Linked DNA regions of Zea mays: region 2 is linked to region 1. Evidence: chromatin contacts called from public Hi-C data. All regions are on one chromosome and are shown on one strand. Each heading gives the region's core, a stretch centred on a gene start, on an enhancer-like site or on the middle of the called end of the contact. The rest is flanking DNA. Distances are from core to core; before and after follow the strand shown.

What was found. Hi-C and Micro-C count contacts between places; a contact is called where the count stands out from the background.
Region 2: a contact with region 1 is called in a Hi-C map of ear, with 2.0 times the contacts expected there. The contact joins the enhancer-like site here to the promoter of LOC100276147 in region 1. A contact is called at or near these places in 3 of 25 Hi-C or Micro-C datasets (ear, leaf and tassel).

What each region holds. Positions count from the first base shown.
Region 1 is chr2:89,572,217-89,578,598 of Zm-B73-REFERENCE-NAM-5.0, forward strand. LOC100276147 reads right to left here and starts at 3,135. Exons shown (of 4, transcript NM_001150004.2): 1 at 2,630-3,135; 2 at 2,491-2,550. The coding sequence starts at 3,004. LOC103646668 reads left to right here. Exons shown (of 3, transcript XM_035965317.1): 3 at 1-683.
Region 2 is chr2:89,884,205-89,890,586 of Zm-B73-REFERENCE-NAM-5.0, forward strand. No RefSeq gene overlaps it. Among protein-coding and RNA genes, the nearest start is that of LOC103648781, 79 kb to the left of the region's middle. Within about 2 kb of position 2,742, at least 7 of the 20 cell types and tissues checked have an H3K27ac peak or open chromatin away from gene starts, as enhancers often do. A contact at or near this core is called in ear and leaf, where this site is marked.

The DNA of each region.
Region 1 (6,382 bases), core at 1,885-4,384:
ATAAGAGGTTGAATTCTATTGTCTTCATTTCCTACAACAGAAAGATGAAGGCTAGGTTCCAAAAACTACGCCAGAAGAAGGGGAAAAACTTTGATCCATTGGTTCATGAGGACTTCAACTGGGACAATGAGTGGGCTGATTCTTTGCATGTAGTCCCTGAAGGTGGGCGTGGGTGTGAGTGTGACCTTACATGGGACCTTGTGGATAATGCCATTGGAGCATCACAAGCACTTCGTGGCCGAAACTTACCAAGAAGGGCCCATAATGTGTATTCAAGAAGAAATTCTGTTGCTGCACAAAATATGTCAGAGGCTGAAGAGGAAGATGAAGATGAAGAAGATGTTCCACATGATGATGCAGAAATCACAGATTGTGAAGATGAATCTAATGGTGGCAATGATGGTGAAGAAGGGGAGGCACCCAATATCCCAGGAGAGTTTGATGATGATTTTTGAGCGACGGGGGAGTAGCTATTGCTAGATTGCATTAGCATATTTGCTGCATTACTAACTGCAGCTAGTTACTATTAATTATGCCATTACAAACTATCTATGTGGCTATTTCAGATTTGGTATTGTGCTGTTTTAAATTTTGTGACTTGCTATTGTTCCTTTAGAAACTACTTTGTGGCTATTTCAGATCCACTATTGTGCTATTGTGAATTTGTGATGATTTCTAGTTTATGAGCTGTAACATCTGTTTGGTACTTTAGTTGCTTGGTATTTTGTTATAGGCTAACAGTTGTTTGTAACAGCTACTAAGGCGTCGCCTAGGCGCCCGCCTAAGTCGCCTAGGCGGTCAGGCGGTGGCTGGGCGCCTAGTTCCGCCTAGCCGCCTTTTAAACCATGGCTGGAGCAATAAGAGATAGGGGGAAAATCCCTGTAAGTTTATTTCTAAATTCTCTTTGTATTAACTGAAATATGCAGTTTATGTGTTTGCGACTAAACTTACAATGTTTGTCTACTTCAGTGCTATGGTGGGGTGCATATGGAGGGTTTGCTTTCGAACTACAAACCCTTGCAAAAAGAGTTATAAGCCTCTGTTGCTCGGCCTCTGGTTGTGAGAGAAACTGGAGTGAATTTTCAGCAGTAAGTGTCTCTACTTTGTTGTTTGTTCAATGTTCATATGCAGTAACTGAAATATGCAGTAAGTGTTTGATGACTTCTTGAATTTGCATGTGTAGATCCACACCAAGAAGAGGAACCGGCTAGAGCATCAAAGGTTATGCAAGTTGGTCTATGTGAGCTACAACAGGAAGATGAACAACAGATTTACAAAGATAAGAGAGCAAGGTTCAAAGGGAAAGAAAAGCAACCCACTAGTGCTTGAAGAGCTTTTGTGGGAAAATGAGTGGGTTTAGGAGTCTGAAGAAGGTGAGGAGCTTTGGAGTGCAGTAGATGAAGTTTTAGGTGCAACTCAAGCTACCCAGGGCAGAAACTTGCCTAGGGCAGCAGCTACACGTGGTGGGAGGACCTACTCCGAGACCTATGTTAGGAGTAGGAAGCGCCAAAAAGTTACAGTGGCTCAGGACTTGCAGCAAGGAGATGGCAGTGGCAGTGACAGTCACAACAAAAATGATCATCGAGAGCCAACTCAAAATGACCAAGATGCTGCAGAAAAAGCGATTGATGATGAAGAAGAATCTGGAGCTGCTGGTGATCAATTCAAGCTGGATGATGATCTCATATAGCCATATAGGTGTTGCCTTCTTGGACCTTGGTCATAGTCTAGTATCTATTGGTCTAGTAAGTTGTAGACTTGCAGTTTCATAGTCTTATATAAATAATAAACTTGTTGTTGTGTTGTTATGGACTATTTAAGTATTTATACTGCTGCAAGCCTCTATACTATATAATTATATATCTATATATCATATATGTCCTGGAATACACAGGACGACCAGGGGGACGATTAGGGTCGATCAGGGGCGACTAATCGCCCTGATCGACGCCTAATCGCGACTAATCACCTGATCGCCCAGTGGCTTCGATCAGGCGATCTGAAAACTATGCCTGGACGCTTAGGCGGCGCCTAGGCGAGGTAGGCGGGCAAGGCGCCTAGGCGTTAGACCACCGCCCGGACGCCTAGGCGACGCCTTAAGAACAGTGGTTTGAGTTAAATAAAAATAACTGATGCCAGCTTTGCTCAAATCAACATTACTCCATGCAAGTCTCTATTTTTGGAGGGCTTGCCAAGTGTTAACAGCCATAAAGTTGGTTTCGATGGAAAATGGGACATGCCTGTGGTCCATCAGTCTAAAATAAAAGAATAAATTATAGTTTGGCTACCCCTTGCAAACTTTAGTGCACCATATAATTTATAACATCTCAACAAACATAGGACACTATTAATACCAGTGTAGTGTCTTAGGGGGTGTTTGTTTGGGATTATAATCTGCCCATATTATATAATCCAATAAATTTTGAACTAACACAGTACTGTTAATCTCGAGGTACAATTGGGCATATTGAGGAAGATTCAGACACGTACCTGAATCACCGCATCAGAAAACTTCCCCTTGACGGCCTCCTCAAGCTTCTTGTTATCGACCTAATCAATCAATTAAAGAAAGATGAGATCTGCATCCGCGCAGACTGGAGATCAAAATAACGAAAGAAACGTAGCTCACCAACAACACCGCGGAGCGGGGGAAGTATCGGAAGATGTGGTCTCCGACGCGCTTGGCGACTGGCGGGAGCTCGGTGTCGTCGCAGCGCGGGTTGGCGTGATAGTACCCGACGACGGCGAGGCCTTCGCCCTGGGTTGCGAAGTGGTCCTCGACGAGGGTGAGCGCGAGCTCGAGCGTGGGGAGCAGCGGCAGATGGTGCGGGTGGTGAGAAAGCGGCACGGCGTCAATGACCGAGACGACGGCCGGTGAGGACGAAGGCTCGACGAGGCGACCGACGAGGAGGCCGTTGACGGCGGTCGCCGGGTGCTTCAGTGCGTGCAGCGCCAGCTTGATGTACGCCGCCTGCGCCACCTCGTACCGGCACTCCGCTCCCATCTCCGCCGCCGCTGATTTCGTCCGGAGGATGATTTTTGGTGGGGAATGTGGAGATCCGGATGCTGATTTTGTTTTGGCTGCAGGGGCGTGAGATCTGATTTGATGGAGGTGCCGGATTTTTTTCAACGGATAGGCCAAATTTATCTATCTGTTCTATAATATAAAAGGATTATAAAAAATCAATAATAAATTACAAAATAACTTTTCAGGAGCTATCTTATTTTCTTCTATATCCATCGTTCTTACTATATTAAAGCTTCTGCGGTCGTCCTGCGTTATTTTTAAAAAAAATGTTTTATATATCTTTGAAATTAACTCGCGGCCTAGATTAAATGTAATCTATATCTTATTTATTCGCACAACAGTGTTCTCGTCGTCGTCGCCCTAGAAACAAATCTCGTCCATTTCGCAACAACCTCCACCAGCTTCTCCCTCGCAGACCAGATCAGATGACATTTATATCCTATTTATTCGCACAACAATGTTCTCTCCTTCGTCGCCCCTAGCAACAAATATCGTCCATTTCGCAACAATCTACGTCTGCTTCTCTCGTCGTTGCACACCCATGCCTCGCCTGCTCCTTAGTGGCCGCGCGTGCCTATGCGTGATGTCTCACTGCCCCTCTAATTCGCTCCCTTTCTTTTAATTCCCCTCGCTCACACACTACATTGAAACATGGCATGTGCAGGCTACGACAGCATCAGCGCGTGAGGCGCTGGAGGACGGTGGCGCGCGTCGACCATCGGTCTCGGCTGGCGCTCGTTCCACGCCTCGCTCTACTTCAAGGAGCAGCTCTAATCGGAAGGATGATATCTTGCATTTCCGAGACATTTGCTAGAATTTTGTTCCTAAGCAATCCGCTAGCGTTTATGATGTTATGGGATTACTAGCACTTATAATTGCAAATAAAAATGTCTAAACTTAATAGTAGGGTGTGTTTGAAAAAAGTCCTACATTAGTAACTCTGACTTTTGATATGGCATGACAGCTTTACGTTTGGAACAAGCATAGCCCTTTCATCCATATGACTATATGAGCTTTCTAGGTCTGTTCACCTTTACGACTGCATACTTACCATGGGTAGATGTTCTTTTGCCCCGTTTCTTGAATGCCCATCACCCTATGGATTCACATTTTAAGTAATTTTTATAGTGAACATATTTGTATGAAACCAATCATCTTTATTATGTGGTTATGTCTGAATGTTCCATGACATGCGAAATGTGGGATTCCGTTGGTTGCACGTCCTTTTATATTAGGTAGATTTTTTGAAACCTGAGAAAATGGATAAGAATACTTGTAGAAGAGGAATATGCATGATTATAGAGGAAAATGGATAAGAATACTTGTAGATGAAACCCGAGAAAACCATGGGTAGATGTATTTTGTATGACCCATAACCCAAGATGACATGGGTAGATTACTATGTCACCTTCAGTGTTGAAGATGTTTTTCATGTGCACACTTTTCTACTGCAAGTTTAAATTGTAGACGGTGTTCAGTCTGCAGTTTTTCAACTCATTTGACTATCTTTATACAGTTGAGCCTGGAGGTGTTCCATTGGAGATGGTTGAAGTTAAATCCTTCGTACATGTTCTGCCAATAGTTGTTGTTGCTTGTTTGGGGGCTACTATGTTTGGTTATCATCTATTCATCTTAGGTATGTACTTTATTGCTGCTACAAGATGCTTGTTCCTTAAGCACAATTGATTAAATCATAGTTTGCTACATTTTAATTAACAGAAATGAATAACGAGCTAGAAGTACGACAGTTCCATCTTTTCTACACTTCTCTTGTGAACACAAAAATTGTTATTTAATAGCATGAATCCATGTCATGGAATGTAGTGTGGTCAATGGCGCGCTTCAGTAGCTCGCCAAGGATCTTGGGATTGCAGAAAATGTTGTCTTGTAGGGTATGGCATACTTATACATGCTCAGCTTAATAGTTTTTCTTGGTTTTTGTAAAGAAAAATCTGATACTTGGAATGATTATGCCATGCAGTGTTTTTTAGCCAAGGAATACAATTGTCATGTTTTCTATAATAGTTGAAAGATGACAATAATCACTCAATGATAACAATTGCTTCTATTAGAGATCTTTGTGATATGGTTCACTAGACATCTGTTTGTTACTTGGGATGGGTGGTTAGCATATCCTTGGTTGTTCTAATGCTAATTCTTTTGTTGGTTGTGCAACAGGTAATATCTTAACCTCTATCAAAATAGTTGCTGAGCATGATGAGCGTGAGTTATCCCTGTCTCCCCGTGATGTTTGGTTCGGGAATTTTTGTTATGTTTTCCATTATGGGAATAGTACATGTTATCAACTTTTATGAAGGAAAGTAAACTAGATGCATTAATTTAAGAGCAGTTGTCTAACCCACTTATCTAGTGATTGCGAAAAATGGATTTTGGTCCTTCTTCTAAGATTCATTCGCTTCAACTGCGGAAAGAATATGCTTAATTTTACCTCATTATCTTTATATTTCCTTCTTGTAATTTTTTTTCTTGTGCAAAATAGAAATGCTCATTTGGGGATATGAGAATTTAATAGAGAATTTTGATAGATAATTTTGTAAGGCTTGATAGAGAATTTGGGGGATATGATAGAAAGGCTCATTGTGGAGTGCGATAGGAAAAATTAGAGGACTCTGAAACGGCTTGCGGATGACAATGCCAATGCTGTGATTGTGATATCAGTCTTTGAGGTTACTCTGGCATCTACTAGAACTCACTTATATACCAACCGTAAAAGTTTATTTGTAACGACAACTCTTGATTTTAGTTGTATATTGATTCTATTGTCAATGCTCTATCAAAATTCTTTGTTCCTGTTGAGGAGGCCACAAAGGCCGGGTCTATTCCAACCCTTTCCCTCTCTCAATCGGTCACTTAGACCGGTCGAGTGCTTCTTCTTAATCTCACAAGTCACTAAGACCCTGCAAGGATCACCACACAATTAGGTGTCTCTTGGTTGCTTTACAAAACACTTGGAAAGATTAGAATGAGAAGAAGAAAGCACGATTAAAAGCCAAGCAACAAGAGCAATAAGAAAAGACACAAAATCACACTCTCTCAAGTCACTAATCACTAATGATCACTAGTCACAATTATGGAACTTGGAGAGATTTGGAAGCTTGAATGTGTCTTTCGTTGAAGTGAATGCTCTTGTATTGAATGAGAGTGAATGAGAGGCTTGGATGAAGTGAATGGAGGTGGTTGGGTTGTATTTATAGCCTCCAACCACTTCCTGAGGCCGAACGGTCCGCGCTTGGTCTCGGACGGTGCTCGCTTCTCCTTCGGACAGTCCATAGTGTAAATGATGTTTTTTGCAGTGTTCCTATCCGAGGCTCACCCTGGTGTCGCGGACGGTCC
Region 2 (6,382 bases), core at 1,492-3,991, 310 kb after region 1:
TGGCACCCCGCGTGCTCCATGACGACGGCGGTTCTCAGTCCCTTACGAAAGCAAGGAGACGTCAGCAAGGACCCGACAGCCCCGATAGCTGTGCTTCCGTAGGGTTTAAGCGCTCCTCCGACGGCCACGACATCACATGAACAGGGCACCAACACCTCTCCGACAACCACGCCGGCATGTACATAGGACTCTGGCTCCTCTCTGCCGGACACGTTAGCACACTGCTACACCCACCATTGTACACCTGGGCCCTCTCCTTACGTCTATAAAAGGAAGGTCCAGGGCCCTCGTACGAGAAGGTGGCCGCGCGGGAGGACGGGCTGACGAACAGGCTCTCTCTCTATCCCTCGCGAACACTTGTAACCCCCTACTGCAAGCGCATCCGCCCTGGGCGTAGGACAACACGAGCCACGGTTCCCCTTATTGTTCCCCCTTGTGTTCCGTCTCGCGCCGACCCATCTGGGCTGGGACACACAGCGACAATTTACTCGTCGGTCCAGGGACCCCCCGGGGTCGAAACGCCGACAAGTTTATTATTTACTGTTCATGATAAGATCATTATGTTAATTGAAACATGGAGAACCACCCGGAAAAAAGTGGTACCACAAGGGTGGTATGAGACGCCCTTGGCTGACTAACTAGGAAAGCTAGTGGAGGACTACCTTACCCGATAGTGGCAAGGGTGTAACACCCTAGGTGTTAAGCGTCACTAAAAATTGAAGCATTGCATCATCTTAAGCATTATCATCACATGTGGTCATCCATAACAATTGACCATGTGTTGCATTCACTTTAAAATGATATAACTTGTTTTGCCTCTGCATGATTTATGATTTGGGGTGAAGTTGTGTTTTGAGTTTTGTTAAAAACTCAATTTAAGATTTAGATTTGGCACACTCAATTAAAAATTAAAAGTGAAATAAATTCTATTTTATTCTTTGGTGCAAGGTGGGTACTTTGGTACCAAATAAATCGTTTAACCGAGTAGTATGGGACAAGTCATTAACAATTGCCGAAGTGGGCTAATAATAGGATCAAAGCTAATTTTTATGGCTAAACGTTTCAATTTCTAAACCATAAGGAATTAGGGCGTTGTTATTTAAGTAATTTTAAAATTAAGAAAGCCGTCCAGTTGTGTCGGCTCGTGCCAAGTAAGTTCGGAGCAACACAACATCGATTAAAAATTTGGAATCAAACTTAAGGCAAATAATCACCTTCAAAATCGTTGTTTAGAACCCATAAGTGGAATTTAAGATTTAGCCATATATTTGTCAGCGGTCAAAATATAAAAGTTGTGGGGCTTTAAAAACCAAGTAACTTTCATGGAGATTGTCAAGTTTTGTGGAAGAATTCAAAGTAATTTGCAAAGTTTTAGTTTTTTGTTCAGTTTTGGAATTCTGAAAAAAAAACAGCGACCTTGAGCTGACTTTGGACCTCTATAATTTTCGATCCATGAACTTTTAGCAGACGATTTTTATATTAAAATTGAAGAGCTATAGTAGAAGAGTAATTTTTATTAAAGATCATGCCCTTGAAATTTCTTGGAGCTACAATAAAATCTTACTCAAATATAGGCTGTCAGACTTTGGGTTTCAGACCTAGTACAGTTAACTGAAGCTGAATTTCAGTGTTCTGTGACTGATTCTGGAGCTTTGTTGTACTTAATCCGTGGAGTTGTGAGTTAATGTTAAGATCAAAACTAGATATAATTGTGCATTTAAAAATTCGAATCAGAGACAAGAGTATAGATATGTACATAAAAAGAGATGTATGGAAAATCTAACTTTTCCATTTCTCTACCGTCAGCTCCCTTTCCTTATCCCTTCATCACTTTGTTCGGTCGGCAAGTTGAACAGGTGTTTCTCTCTCACGCCATCTCTCTACTTCACATCTTCTGCTCCCTCCACGTAGGTGCATAGCTGTGTTTATCTCCTTACATAGGTGCTGGCTGTAGACTTGTACGTCTCCTTCACAAAAATCAGGCAAACACTCAGGTTCCCGGAAAGAAAAATCCCACCTGCTGCTTGTTCCTGTCCGTGCTCGGCCTCGCCCAGGCAGCATCTTCCTAGGCCGGTTCGCTCCACCAGTCGCGAGCTTGGCTTCCAGCTGCGGTCGACGGCGTCGTCTTCAACCGCCGCACCCTGAAGTCTTCAATGTCAGCTCGCCCTACCCTCAACGAACCCAGTCGGGACCATTCTCCTGTGCCGTGCAGGTTCCGCCCCTGCGGGCTTCCCTATGGTTCAACACGTCGGCCGCTGCCTTTGTGTTTTGCAGTGCTCGGACTTTGTCTCCCTCGTGCCTTCACTTCATCGGTGCTCAGCTTCTACCCCACCGTTTTGTCCCTCTGCTCGTCGACACCTCTCTCCGCTGCTGCCTAGTGAGCACCACCCCTCGCCTAGAGCTTCATCCTCTCCTCTCATGCCTGGCGTAGCTGCATCTTCCACTGCATCACCGCCACCTTGGGGGTGGCTAGGATTCTGCACCCCACCACAAGCTCGTCGTCTCTGTTCGATCCCTTCCTAGTCGCACCCCCAGGTGTGCACACTCCGCTGCTCGCCGCGCTTGGTCTGTGCCATTGTCTCCTTGAGCCCCGACCTCGCCTCTGCTGCACCTGCGCCCGTTCGTCATGCCCAGCCACTCTGATGTGCACCGCATCGATCAGCTCCAGCAGGACTGGCGGCCGTACGTATTCGACCGGCGCTTTCATTGTCGTAGCGCCGTCGTTCGGTAGTCGCAATTAGTGCTGCGAATTCGACCGGGCCAGCCCGGCCTAAGCCATCGTGCTTCGTGCTAAACGAGTTCGGGCCAGTAAAGCCCAAAAGATTTTTGAACCGTGCCGTGTCAGTCCGAATTGTAAAAACAGTGGCTCTAAACCACATCGTACCTTCTTTAGGCCGTGCCGGTCCAAACCCGGCCCGTATATTTGATCATATAAAATTAAAATATTACAACCATATAAAGTTTATAGCTTACTAAATTAAAGATATTAAACAATTATAGCATCATTTGACTACATAAACTAAAAATATAACAATAATATAAAGTCGATATCTTACTAAATTAAAGAAATTAAATAGATTGGTTTAATTGGGCCGTACCGGCTTAAGTCCAACCCATCTATGTGGGCCGTGCCGAGGGCCCGACGGGCTGGAAATTGAGGCCCGGTCCAAGCCCGTCTTCGGACCGTGCTAGCCCGGCCCATATTATTTCGTGCCAGTGCTTTGGGCTCCTATTTTTGGGTCGTGCTCGTGCTAGCCCGAAAAGCCCAGCCCATACTCCTAGCACTAGTCGCAATATTTTTGATTTGTGTGGTGGTGATTGGTATTTCTATGTGTACGTGCTTACAAGTTTAGTCCCTTCAGGTTATTTTTTTATTGTGTTGCGCTCATTTAACCCCGTCCGGTTCACTCGCACGCCACGTATTTGGTGAATTGTCTGAATCGGAACTCATTGCCGTTTTTGCAACATTCGAACCGGATTAGCAATAGTGAGATGATTCATTAATCATTTAGCTAGTTTGATGTATGAATACGTACGATAAATTTATTGGTTGGTATTAAAATCGTAATGTGTGCGTGGATGTGGGGGTAAGTCCAGGGAATTGATGCATGTGCGGTTTTGGTCGACCGGTGGCCTGCGTCATCAGTCTGCACCTTGTGTCTATGCTATATGCTTGTAAATCACAGTAGTGCGATTAGTGGTCGGAAGGAATTTGATCGTGAAGAAAAATAAATTTCTGTACGTCTCATGCTAGATATCCGGAAAAATGCCTAAATTAGGTTCGCCACCAATTTGGCGAATCTTCACTCGGCTTTGGTATTGCGTAGGCGTAGATTCTCTTGCAGTACGGTTTGATTTTAGGGTTTGTTCAGTTAGATAACCGGTCTAAATCTAGTTAAGAGATACATTTTTTTAATAGAGTAAATACTTAGGAAATTACGAAGAATGGATAAATAGTTTTAATGGTTTTTATAGTGTTGGATGAGGTCCATGCTGTATGGATTTCGATTAATTCATGGCAACTTTTAGTTTTCATGGCAACTTTTAGTTTTTTTTCAGAAGCGTTAGCAATCTTGTTAGGGTAGTAATTAGATTTTTGTTGGTAATTAAGTGGAAATTATTTGTGAATGAAAGATATAATTGAGATTTTATGATTTAGATTCTTTTTCATGCATGTATGTTCACCTCATTATGGCATCGTGATCATAGCATGCATCTTTACTCTACGTATAGATCACGTTATCCGTGGATCAATCGCTTGGTGAAACAATTTCCTAGAGGCTGGTCATCACCCTGAAGACTTATGAAATTTTATTTCCTTAGTCTTCGGCTATTCTCTGCAACAAAGGCAAGCCCCGGTGCATTCACCACTTCCCTTGTTGTTTACAAAACTTTTATAACTTGATATGATGCATTAGGTGATAGGAGTTGCATGATCAAACAACTGATGCATTACCATCCATGAGAATTTGAATGATTATTCCTTGATACCTGTTTTACGCAAAACTAGTGCTGCTTAGCCCGGCTTAATGAGATACGGTTTTGAAACTTATTTTGATCACTGAATGTTGTTATGTGTGAAAGAACTTGAGCTTGTTAATTAATATGAGACCGAGCGGGTGGCTTGCATCGTGAAATGAGTCGGTGTAGTGCTTCTCCTGTGTCGATTAAGGACCATTCGATGTAGGCTTGTTGTGGTTGAGACTTTGCAACTAGTCACATGCCCCGGTAAGCCTGAACCCGGCTATTCCATACGTGAAAAGACAACAGCGCACTGGGCGTGGGAGATGATGGGAGTAGCGTGTACCCTCCTGGCTAGAGGTTGGACGAAGGAGTACTGTGCTCCCGGGTAGCAAGGACCGGTTCACATTGTGGAGGATCTGTGGGAACAATTGACATATGCAAGGGTTAAGTGCTACATATGTCGTGTGGTTAGGGATCCCCAACTGGGTATAATCGATTTGAATCGTCGTTGCTCCTCGGTTATGGAGACTTGACCCTCCGACCACTCACCGTAGTTAATAAGCGAAACATGAATTGGCTAAAAGAAAGCTAGATGAGGACAAGTAAATGATCTAGATTAGGCAAATCTAAAATTAAGTAAGAAATTAACTTGATAATTAAAAGATGGCTTAAGGATCCACTATTAGAAAGCTTTTCTTCAAAAAGAGTCCTTGATTTTTGCTTAGCCTTACCTTGATTCCTAAAAGCCAGCATATCCTTGGAGTCTTTTTCTTTAGTCAGATAAGACTTGCGAAATTTGTAATGCCCAAAAATTGGTAGAAGAAAAAATATAATAATAAAGTAGATAAATAAATATATTTATAAGGGGGTTTTGAGAATGTTTGAAACCTTTAGAGATTTTGTTAATTTTTTCCTTCCACTATCATAATTAATTAAGAGAGTGAAAGCTAGGAAATGTGCATCTCATGCTTATGATTTTGTTGTGAGGCATTTTGTTGAAATAAATAAATTGTAACTTAAATTTGATCTCAAAATATAAATGAAAAATATAAAACATCAAAGGAATCTTAATAAAAGCATTTATTCCTTCCATAATTAAATAGAAAGATGAATAAATAATGTTAAGGCAAGCCATGAGTGTTAAATTCACATTGGGAGTTTTGTGTATATTTGGAAATCTTGATTTTAGAACATTAATTCAAATGTAGTTTGAATCCTTGAATTTGGAAAATAAACCAGAAATTATAAAAGAAAATGGGGAAGCACCTGTATTGGGCCCCAGTCCTAAAATTTGGCCCATCCCTCTGGATTCCTCGAGCGCGCCTTGGCCCAATACCACTTTTCCACCGCGCCAGCCCACTCTGCTGCACATTGCTTGCCTTCTCGCCGCCATGTGGGCCCAGTCGTCAGATCTATCTTCTACCACACCGCAAGCAAGCTAGACCCCGTTGAACAGAACACGTGGGTTCCTGGCTCGAGCTCCATCCACCGCGCCCCAATCCTAACGGGTTTCCGTATCTCCCGCGCAGTGCTCGGGTTGTTGGGCGTGGGCTGCGGGATCCCCTCTTCTATAAACCCCGGCACCACGGGAGCTTCTTCAACCCCGAATTCGTAGCTAACAACGGCTGCTGCAAACCACTCCCTGGATCTTCGCTGTGAGCTGGGGACGATTGGTTCGTATGGCTTGACGTCTTGGATTTCGGGTGCATAAATAACGATCGACCTTGCTTCTTCTTAACCCCTTTTCCCTCCAACCGACGCCGCATCCTTTCTTCATCCACGAAACCGAAGCACCGGAAGCCACGCCGCCACCATTGATTCACGGAGATGCGAACTGCGTGGCCTCGATTTGGGGCTAGGGAACTGCCTCGGTGTCGCGCTGAAGTTACTATGGTGGACTGGTGCGGATCCGGCGCCT